Regions from separate parts of the Mus musculus genome. Here region 2 is linked to region 1. The links are chromatin contacts, called in public HiChIP or PLAC-seq maps. All regions are on one chromosome and are shown on one strand. Each heading gives the region's core, a stretch centred on a gene start, on an enhancer-like site or on the middle of the called end of the contact. The rest is flanking DNA. Distances are from core to core; before and after follow the strand shown.

What was found. HiChIP or PLAC-seq counts read pairs in DNA pulled down with a chosen protein or histone mark.
Region 2: a contact with region 1 is called in an H3K4me3 HiChIP or PLAC-seq map of bone marrow-derived macrophages, with 5 times the contacts expected there. The contact joins the enhancer-like site here to the promoter of Slc39a8 in region 1. A contact is called at or near these places in 4 of 484 Hi-C or Micro-C datasets (CD8 T cells, embryonic stem cells, erythroblasts and 1 more), 3 of 115 datasets of contacts at active chromatin or transcription factors (the 230-238 cell line, CD8 T cells and bone marrow-derived macrophages) and 3 of 9 other capture datasets (adipose tissue, liver and pancreatic islet).

The regions. Positions count from the first base shown.
Region 1 is chr3:135,822,893-135,828,489 of GRCm38.p6, forward strand. It overlaps Slc39a8 (solute carrier family 39 (metal ion transporter), member 8), which reads left to right and starts at 2,765. Exons shown (of 9, transcript NM_001135149.1): 1 at 2,765-2,908; 2 at 3,348-3,798. The coding sequence starts at 3,580.
Region 2 is chr3:135,602,765-135,608,361 of GRCm38.p6, forward strand. It overlaps Nfkb1 (nuclear factor of kappa light polypeptide gene enhancer in B cells 1, p105), which reads right to left. Exons shown (of 25, transcript NM_008689.2): 13 at 5,388-5,531; 14 at 3,808-3,897; 15 at 2,293-2,481; 16 at 946-1,087. Among named protein-coding and RNA genes, the nearest start is that of Gm46827, 2.9 kb to the right of the region's middle. Within about 2 kb of position 2,082, at least 65 of the 459 cell types and tissues checked have an H3K27ac peak or open chromatin away from gene starts, as enhancers often do. A contact at or near this core is called in CD8 T cells, bone marrow-derived macrophages and myeloid progenitors, where this site is marked.

The DNA of each region.
Region 1 (5,597 bases), core at 1,515-4,014:
GAAAAGGTGGGCTGGGGATATAGCTCAACTGATAGAGTGTTTGTTCAGCATATGGTCTAGGTTTGAGCCCCAGCAGCAACCAGAGTGATAGCACAGGCCCCAAATCCCAGCACTTGGGAGGTAGAGGCAGGAGAATTAGAACTCAAAGGTTATTTTTAGCTATATAGTAGTAAGTTTGACACCAGTCTGGGTTATATGAGGCTCTGTCTCAAAAAACAGAAACAAAACCCAACCAACCAAACAAAAATATTGTAAAATTGAAGTTAGCAGACCTTTCATTTGCAGAATTAATCTTTAATTTCTTCGAAGTGTTTTGATATTTTATTCTGACAAGTGACTTCTAAGTTAGATACTCAGAAACAAAGAGTCTGGGTTGATTCCTCACTTGGCTCGTTACCTTGTTTCTTGTTGAGCAAACTGAATAGATGCCTGTGTTTTTCAAGTGACTTTCCACATGACAGTTGGAAACAGAAAACGGTAGCTTTCAAACCCTCCGGCCAATATTCGTTGTATGCTCACCTTGTTTTATCATTTAAAACTACTTGAATTTCAAAGTACATTTCTTTAAAAAGGAAGTATTTTGTGCATTACACCTTGTGTTTTAAACTAGTAGCTTTTTTTCATTACTAGTTATATTACTGATGAAATGCCACAGTTTGAGTACCAAACAAAATCTGAATAGTGCTATAATGATGATAATTTATTAAGGTAGAAGAACTAGACATTAGCCCCAAATTGTCTGTCAACTTGCAATTTTCCAAGTATTTTCTCTTAACTTGTATACTTACATTGTATGAACTGTACTTAATAAAGTTTTCAAGCAGGTTATTATTTTATTGTTCCATAGGGTTCAATTGGCTGGTAAATATGTGCTTACCCAGTGGCTGTCAAATAAATTATACCTAAAGAAATCCACAACGTAACCTTTGTATTATTGAAAATTCATTCGCTGCACTTGTCCACTACCCAAACAGCTCAGCACTTCATTTTTATCCACAGAGTTAGCTGTGGATATCCTGAAAAGAAGAGACCACCCTTTGGATGGAGGCCAGCCTTTTTTTTTTTCCTTCTAGCTTTCTTTTTTTATTGGTTATTTTATTTATTTACATTTCAAAATTTGTCTCCTCTCCCAGATTCCCCTCTGCAAACCCCAATCCCACCCTCCCTCCCCTCGGTCACCCACCCACCAACCCACTCCTGTCTCACCTCCCTAGCATCCCCCTACACAGGGGCATCAGGCCTCCACAGGACCAAAGGCCTCCCAGGGCTTTAATGCCAGATAAGGAGTCCAGCCTTTTAAAGGATCCACTCGTGCTCAGAAGCCACTTGCTCGTTTGTCACTAAAGCAAAAAGGGAGAAATAGACAATATACTACACTTAAAACTCCACTAAAAAGTTGAAGAGACTTTTTTTTTTTAATCAGAAACTTATCAGCTGGGTAGATGCAAGAGCTCCTTTGTGCTATCAACTTACATTTGGCCCTTTTGTGAGAGGTTTGCCCTTTGAGCATCAGTACCGTTCTGTAAATTAATACCAACATCGGACAGATTTTTTTTTTTTTTTAATTGGAAAGAGTCCAGCCTCAGGATCATTTAGTTCACTGCCTTTCAAGGCAGGGCTTTTTGTCATGTACAGGTGAGTGCTTCTCACCTGGGATCTGTTGATCTGAATTGCTTCCAGTCATGAAGAAATTATTCTCCACATTAAGGCTTGGCACACTTATGCAGAAAACTTCCTCCTGGCAGCTGCCCTGTACAGCTGCCTAATGCCTCTGGTGTGAGACGGAACATATCCCCACCTCTATCACAGGAAAGTCCTTCTGTTGTTCTTGCCTAGGCCCCCATCTTCCTAGAATCCAGCACCCCCGCCCCCGCCCCCCCTCCTGCCACACACACACACACACACACACACACACACACACACACACACACACACGGGGGGGGGGAGAGAGAGAGAGAGAGAGAGAGAGAGAGAGAGAGAGAGAGAGAGAGAGAGAGAGAAAGAGAGAGGGAGAGCGCCAAATTTCTTATGAGTAATAGTTTCTTTTTCCTTCTACCTTGTTTTTCTGTTAGCTGTCTGCCTGTTTTTAAACTTGCTGTTTTTAGGAGGGTAAAACACACACACACACCCATCCTGAAAGGCATGAACAGCACTTTGAATTCTTTTTCTGACAGCCGAGCGGGTTTCACTTTATTTCTTTATTTCTAGATCGTTTCATCCACCGGACACAACCTTTGTCCCCAAACACCACATTCACTTTACACAAACTTGTTGACCTGACACCCAACTCAGCTTTTCTTGAACCTTCGTCTGAGCAAATAAACATTCCTTGTGATCTGCGGATATCCCGAGCGGCGTCAGGAAGGGCCCGCGAGGCCCCTGCTGGCTCAGCTAGCCCACCAACTTGCGACTGATTTGGTTTCCTCTTTCTCCTCTGATTTTTAAGAAGTGAGGCAAAAAACCAATTCCTGTTCATTTTTGAGACAATGCAAGGGGCTCTAGACACCGTTGCAGGAAGCTGATTTCATGGAGGTCACCAAAAAAGTGGGCCGGGACACCAGGAAGGGGGCTAGGGATCCCACCGTGGAGGTGGGCTCCAGGGAGTAGGCACCACAGCGGCTGGGATGGCAGACAGAGAGGTAAGCGCCCCGGCGTGGACGCACTTGGGAGATCAGCCTGGGGGAGTGTGACACCACGTGCTTCAGGGGCGGGGACAACACTCTCCCTCCCCTTCTTATCTCTAAAGGGTGCAGGGCCTGATCTCAGAGTTTCTTAGAGAAAGGAGAGAGAAAGACAGACAGAGAGAGAGAGAGAGAGAGAGAGAGAGAGAGAGAGAGAGAGAGAGAGAGAGAGAGAGAGAAGTATTTTGAATATATTTGAACCTCAGGGGCTGACATAGACAGTAGAGGTGAGAGGCTAGCAACTTCTCCGTTTCAACTTGCCAAGCTCACAGCCAGTTGTGCAGAGAGGGTCCAGCGTAGACGCGGGAACCTGGGGACCCCGAGGGAGTGTTTCTCTGCAGATTTTTGGGGGGTGGGAGCTTCAGTCCCGACCCTTCCACGTTTCTGCGGCGGGAAAAAAAAGCCTCAAGACAGGAAGAGGAGTTGGGGTTGCACAGTCAGAGGATTTAGTTCCCCGAAGTGTGGCGCGGTTGGGGCTTTATATCCGGGACAAGCGAGAGTCACCACACTGTAAGCAAATCCTGGGGCTTCAGCAAACCAGGCTCCGGGCAGCTGGCCCCACGCCCGGCTCGGAGTTCGAGACTCTGGCCACTCAGAGCTCTGGGGCCCGCAGACTGCTGACCCAGTGCCCTTTATCTCTGTCCCCCTTTGTTCCTTTTATCTCAGGCTCCGCAGGAGGCTCCGAGAGGCCACACTGCCTATCGCCCTTCTGGCTGTTCTACCTCTTCAATGCCCCGAAGGTCTGAGACTGCAGAGCGGGGGCACGGAGTGTCTCGCTAACTGGGCCAGGCAGTGACGCGGGACCGGCGCACCCTCCCACCCCCACCCTAACGGCACTGACACCGGGGCACCGGCGCGGGTCCCTGCATCAGCTAGCTCCGGAGCTGCGCGCTCCACGATGGCTCCGGGCCGGGCAGTGGCCGGGCTGCTGCTGCTGGCGGCCACCAGCCTGGGACACCCCTCGGAGGGACCGGAGCTCGCCTTCAGTGAGGATGTGCTGAGCGTGTTCGGCGCCAACCGGAGCCTGTCGGCCGCGCAGCTGGGGCGCCTGCTGGAGCGTCTGGGGGCTGCATCCCAGCAGGGAGCGCTGGACCTGGGCCAGCTGCACTTCAACCAGGTAAGGGTGGCCCCGTTCTCTGCAGTTTTCTCAGATTCCCATCCCCAGAGCAGTAGCACCAGAGAAAGGATTTCGTGAAGTTTTTCAAGTTTGAAGCGGTCATTTGATCCTCACCGGTTGGTTCACCGGGCATTAAGGGACTTGAGTTAGAGATCTGGCAAGCCAAAATGAGAAGTTGAGCTACCAGAGGACTTGTTGATCTATAGAAAAACGGATAGGTCTACGAAGTAGTTGAGGGCGGAAACTCACCCAAGATATGAACTTTAGATAGGAATGGTATATTTAATTCTTAAGGAAAGAGCCATTTACTTAACTTACACATTCAGCAGTAGGAACCTGTCACCTGCGGTCCTTATCAGTTTCAGGGTGAGTGACCACTCCCATTTAAAAACACTCTTGTGAATATTGCATAAGGCCGTTAGGGCTGAAACAGCACACCTTACAGATGGGGAAACTGTGGACACCTTAAAACTCAGATCACCCCGTGATTACTGGTTCAGTTGGTGCCAGCCTGGGGTTGGAGTCATTTTCTAGTCACGTCATGTCATGTGTTTAACTCTAAAATTCATTCAAAATAACAAAACGTACATTTTTTTCAGTACATGCGTACCTAGTCATGTACTAATGCCTCAGGTTTAAGGGTGGGCTTGAACTTTATAGAGTAATTAAAAATCACATTTGTCTCAGGGCTTGGGCTATCATCTGGTGATGGAGACCGCAAGTTCTAATCCCCAGCCCAGCAAGCCATTAGAGGTGGCAATTAAATCAATACTTCATTCTACACGTTCTTGCTTACCTACACGCTAACTAGCAGATGGGGCAGTTCATATAGAGTTTATCATTTGGGGGCAGTGGAGGTTTGCTAGAAAAGTTTCTGTTCCTAAGATGTTTGGGAAATTCTATATTCTACAGCTCTGCTTTTGGAAACGTGACATTTTCCAAAGAGTCTGATCTTTGATTACAATGAAGGAAACTTTACTCAGATAAATTCCTCAACATTCATTAGCATTATAGTTAGGTTCCTTCCTTCCTTCCTGGGGATTAAATTAGACGTATTTTGTCTAGCTTGCAAGTCAAACACTATACCACTAAGCTACAGACCCTAGCCCATGGATTTGTTTCTGGTACTACTATCTTTTACTAGTTAAAATGTATATAATTCAAGATGCAGAGCTTTTCAGATGCCGTGATATATGATCTTTCTTTGACCTAGAAGGAGTTTGTGCTGCTCCATGCTGAGTTTTTAAAATGTAAACGGCCTTAAGCTTCATTTCTCGTATGTTTTTATATTTGATTTAATGTTTGAGAAATTACATGTTGCAATTACTGAAATGTCCATATATTTTACTGATGTATTTTGAAACAAGGCAGATACAATGGTAGGTCTTTTCTGGGCTAGCTGTATTGTCTTCTTCTAAAGGGGGTGGGGGAAGCAGCTGAGCTGACTAGTTTCTAGGTAGGTGTGGTCATTTGCTTGGAATGAAGCTTAGGGACTGACTTGAGGCTGTATCTGCAACCCACATACTGTGTTGACTTAAACGATAGCCTTATCTCACAGAGTCTGGAGTTTTAAAGAGGCCAAAGACCCCAAGCTCCCTTGAAAGAAAGTAAGGGGTTTACCTAATCTATTTAGGAAAACTGGTTACATTTACTAGTAGCAATATAATGTTTGCCTGTAAGCATGTAGGATAGATGTCCCAATGGGTAAATTATATGTTGAAACCTTTATTCTCATTCTCATATTTGCGTGTATATTCTCATTATGAGTATCAAAAGGAGACAGGAGGAAGCCCATAATT
Region 2 (5,597 bases), core at 832-3,331, 220 kb before region 1:
CCTTAAAGATGACCCTTGGAGCACCGGTGTCCTGCTCTGGTTATCTGCTCTGTTTTGTGGTTATTTGCTATTGAATGCTAACTGGATGATTTCCTTCTAAAGGCGCCTTCTGTTATTCAGAGCTTTTTTCACAGAAGGTCGTCTGGGTTCCTCTTGTACTGTGTAGGATAAGACCAGCGGTTATACCACATCCTTAGTTACACTGCAAGTGACGAGGACAAAGGTCCTTGTACGAAACCCCTGAGGTTGGCATTCTCCTAAAGCGCTTTGTTTTTAAACTGAGACTCAGCACACAGCACTCCAGAATGCTTCCACAGCAAAGGGCTTCTTTTCAGTGTTAACGCTATTTTAGGATCACTTAGATAAAGCACTTGAATCTCAAGACTGCTGTCTCTGGCTATATTTATAGGCTTTTAGATCATTTCAGAAGTCTCAATGGAAGGACTAAGAGAACCATTTAGGAAGGAGCCAGGTAGCTATGTGCACAGAACCTCAGGAAGAGACAGCAGGCATGGCATCTGGAATGTCAGACTCCCACACAGCCTGGCCTGGAGCTGAGGCAGAGCCTGACCCACTCACATCCTCGTGACCCTTAACAGAGGCCACAGAGAAGCAGCTAGTAGCTAGGAGAGAATGGCATTTCCTCTTAGTTACTCTACTAATGTTGTTCTTACCTGGCTTTCTTGGGTACACTATGACAATAACACTTCAGGGACTTTGCAGGGCTGTCAATAATTTTCTCAATTACTATTTTAGTACACAAAGCAGGGGTGTAAAATTAGCATGATTACACACATCTGAGCCTTCTTGCCTAGGGAGACAGCATACTCGAGGTCTTGTCAGATGAGGGCAGCTCCCTTTCAAAGGCAGTTTGTGGGGGCAGTATCCTTGCCTTTCCCCGTCCTGAAACAGAGCTTGCTGTGCAACAGTCCCCACTCAACTCACCTGTCCCCATTCTCATCCTGCACGGCGGTGAGATGGCGTTGCACGGCCAGCAACATCTTCACATCCCCCGTCACTGCGTAGTCGAAAAGGGCGTTGGCGTGTCGCCTGGCGAGCTGCAGAGCCTTCTCAAGAAAGAGGTTATCTGCAAGGTAATGCCCACAAGCACAGCTGAGTGTCATTTGCTCGCCCCGCGTGTGCGGCATGGCACACCATTTTAGCTGAAAATGCTCCTTTTGCTGCCTCTGGATTGTGTTGACTAGAACAAGCACAATCGGGCATTTCGGGCATTGTCTCACTGACAGATAATACAGTTAAGAGGTTGATTTTAAAGTGTCTGTGAGGAACAATCTAGAAACATCTGCTATTTTGAGAAGAACAATCAGTGTCTATGATTGAAGGGGAGCAACCAATCTCAGGGTACTTGGCTTTTGCCATAATTTTAAATAGCCAATCACTTTACAAACAAAGTCTCTTCTGGAATCCTGTCTGAGTCAAAGTGAGGAAACACACCCTTGGGTGCCAGGCAGTCTCAGAAACCCCAGGGGTTTTGGAAATTTTATTATCTTAAGGTCAAGGGACAGCAGACTAACCTCAACCCAAATGGGCAAATCTACCCTGTTTCCATATGGCTCTGTACACATATACTGTGCATCTCAGAAGAAGTATTTTAAAAACAGAAAAAAGGGAAAAAAATATGTGATAGTAACCATGTGTACGGCCACTATGTGTAAATAGTTACTATCTCTTTACAGATGGCGTCTGATCGAGAATCATGACTCATATGCCAATGAGGCCTGCTCAGATGGAACGTTCCCTTTCAATTCTACTTCTTCAAGGAGGACAAGAGAATAAAGGAAAACTCCCATTTTCAGGCAAACGTCTTCAGTGTGGCAGCTGAGCCGGCTGCTGGGAGGGAGGTGCGCGAAGGACATGGAGACTTGTTACCTGGGCCAGGGACAAAGTGAGTTGCCTCTTCTCATACCCAGAACTGCACAGACTAGGCAATGTACATGCAAGTTTCTGCACTTTATAATCAGAGCTGAGGCTGCAAAGATGACTGGATCCACAGGACGCCTCTCTTGCAGGGCACAGGGCACGGTGCAGAGCACTCAGAGGAGATGCTGACTCATCAGCTTTAGATTAACAGGAAGGAAACCTGTCTTCTGGAGACAGCTTCCTGTACCTAGAATTGCCCCTACCCAGCTGTCCCTGGAAGCCCTTGTGGGCTTGCTCACCTACCCTGAAACCCCACCCCAGCTGTCCCTGGAAGCCCTCGTGGGCTTGCTCACCTACCCTGAAACCCCACCCTAGCTGTCCCTGGAAGCCCTCGTGGGCAAGCTCACCTACCCTGAAATCCCATGTCCTGCTCCTTGTCTTCCATGGTGGATGCCAAGGCGATGGGTTCCGTCTTGGTGCAGGCCATGGGCAGGCTGGGCCCTTCACCTTCAGTTTCCTTCTCAGGGAGAGTCAGACTCTCCTCGTCATCACTCTTGGCACAATCTTTAGGGCCATTTTTAAATTTGGTGTTTATGGTGCCTAGGGAAAAAAACGTAGAAAATCTATTAAGCTATAGCTCACTGTCTCAACATAGGGCAGAAAAAAGGAAAATAGGAAGAAGGCTTATCTGCAGGAAATGGAAAACTATAAATGTTTATAACACAAATAATATGTTCTGGACATAGTTTATATTTCCTTCTCTATTTACTTTTTGAGACAGGGTCTTGCTGTGTAGCTTTGGTTGGCCTTAAACTCACAAAAAGTGCTGGGATTAAAGGTGTGTACCAAAAAAACCTGGGATGTTTCGGAAATACTTTAAATATTCAGAAACAATTTAAAAGCCTGCCTTCCCAAAACTCATTCTGTAGCCAGCTGTAGTGAGCTCCACCCACAATGTCCCAGAAGGTCAAGGTTACACAGTGATATTCTCTCTCTCTCTCTCTCTCTCAAACAAAACCAAACAGAAACAAGGCATGGATCTCATTTTGTTTATCTGTGAAGAAGAAAAATGAGATAAAGTTCTGTGCGCTGATAGCCAGTTGGAAAGTTCTCGAAAGCAGTTATTTTCTTTCCTAATCCTGAGTGGCAAGGGAAAGGGAGCCGAGCAGAGCTCATTTCCATTCTGTGTGGCCAGGAGGGCTCTAGGGCACCATCACTAGACTGACTGTGGTTGCTGTAGGAACCTCGTTATGTGACAGAGTGACAGTAAGACTCCTGGGCAAACCTGGAGCAAAACCCAATCCTGCTACAGTGTCTTCTGAAAGTCAAGTTTCTGAACCTCACCTCTGTCCAGAAGGTGCCAAGCCTAGCACTGGCCTTGCACAGGGGTCATGAGGTTATAGGTAATGGAAAGAATAGTTCTATTTTATGGGATGAATGGTTACCCGATTATAGGATAAACGACAATGCCAGTTAAAAATCTTTAAAAAAGATTACAGTGATGTACGCATCTGGCATGAATTGGCATTATATATGGAAAGACTTTATAGAATAATTTCCATGGTACAGAAGAATGCAGCTTTATATAAACCACGAGCAGCCTGTAGCCACAGCTACTCAGAGGATGCCCAAGAGTGGAAAAGGCCAACCCTACAAAATGAAAACTGATTTCAGAAGGATAGGACTTGGGGTAAAGGGACAGATGTGAAGGTGGTATTTGTGTGTTTGCGTAGTCAAGTCTCATCTTTTGTCTAGAGCCTCTGTCCTGCTTCCACACAATGTGATGAGCAAATACGTGTCAGGGGTGTCCCTTATGCTGTCCTAGAATAACCTGAGAATATTAATTTATTGGAAAGTAATTTTCCAAAGCTTTTAGAGATGATCCTGTTGCCCGAGCAGTGCTCTGGGTATTCCGATCCGACTTACCATGGGTGACCCCTGCGTTGGATTTCGTGACTCCGGGATGGAATGTAATCCCACCGTAGGGAGGAAATCCGTAGTTCGAGTAGCCATACCCTGAACCAGCAATGAGACAAAGGGAACATCAGGGAGATTGTTAACAGTATGGGGACCCACTCAGGGAGGCAGGCTGTGGCATGGGGAGGCACAAGCCTACACAGGCTGGCTCTGCCCGAGAGTTAGCAGAATCACTGTGGGAAACAGACAGCTGAACAAACAGGCAGTGCCCAGACTAGCAGCTTGGAGGACTTAAGGCTGAGCAGGTCCCTTTCTTCCAGGTGAAGGGAAAAGCTAACGGTAAGTACTCACACCAAGACTTAGACCTACAGAAAAAATAGTTAAATATGAAGACCCCTGGTGAGAAGAACCCAATACGTAATATAATGATACTTTAGTGGAGAAATGAATGATAAATTTAGAGGGGCAGCCAGCACTTAGCACTACACTCTCTGACATTTAAAGCATTTACATGTTATCTGGAATAAAGAAAGGCCATGCTCAGCACAGTTATTTTACACAGGAGACAGGAAACAGCATTCAAGTCACTTACGCTACAGGTGTGAGTCATTAAACAGCACACTTATGCTGCTATAAGAACTGTATTTCCATTGAAATGCTTAAGCTAGCTAGATCTGAGGCAAAAGCAGCGTTACTCAGCATCCACAAGCATGATGCAACGATGCTTAAAAACTGAGTGTAACTAGATGGCTGGAAATCCACGCACGGGGATCATAGCCGGACCCGAGAGGAACACATAAATACTGACTGTGCCGTATGCGTGGCAGTTAGGAGCAGTAGTTTACACACCATTGAAGTGCTTCCCTGGCATGATTTTCTGTGACTCAGTTTGTTTACAGTACAGTGTCTCCAGCCCACAGTATGCTGTGTAGGCATATTATACCCATCTACCATGCGGTGGGTATGATAGTTGTTTTAATATTTTCTCAGAATAATAGACTAACTGCTTCTCCAAAAGCAAAGGGGAGGGGGAGGAGGGAAACACTCAAAAATGATTTGAGAAAGGTTTTCTTCCAGAAACCCTTCAGTTGACTTTTTTCTTACACTTTTCGGGACTAGACACATATTATCCTGAAAGAGAACGTCCGAGACCCCCAGTGTATCCCTAAAACTGCAGATGCATACAGACCTGGGTAAAGTTCACAACGTAAAAAGACAGAAGGAGACCAAGAACACAGAGTAATAGGGCAGTCACAACAGCAGACTGTGAAGACAGTTTTGTGTGTGTGGTCTCTCTCTGTCAACACAATGGTAATATTTTTAGACTCAAGCTGACCGCGTGTAACTGAAACCACAGAAAGTGAAACTTGATGGGTGGGTGGGTGGGGAGTGGCTGTGCCTTGAGTTGGACATACATTTCTTTGAGAACAAAAATTCTTTTACATCTGTAGGAAATTTTCCATTAATTGAAATCTAATAATTAGTAATGACACCATCACTCCATGGGCAGACATGTTTGGCAACCTGGGAAAGAAAACTACCCCCTCCTCTTCATGAAAGGCTTTAGATAGAAGAGATGTTTCTCGTACCTGGGCCAGGGCTTCCGGTACTCCCTCCGCCACCGCCACTACCGAACATGCCTCCACCACCGGCTCCCGCTCCACTGCCGCCACCGAAGCTGTCCGAGAAGTTCGGCATAAGCTTCTGGCGTTTCCTTTGCACTTCCTCTTTGTCTGTATTTACAGGAAGGGAAACCAGGGGGGAAAGACTGATCGGGTTCCACCAGCAGCCGCAGAGAG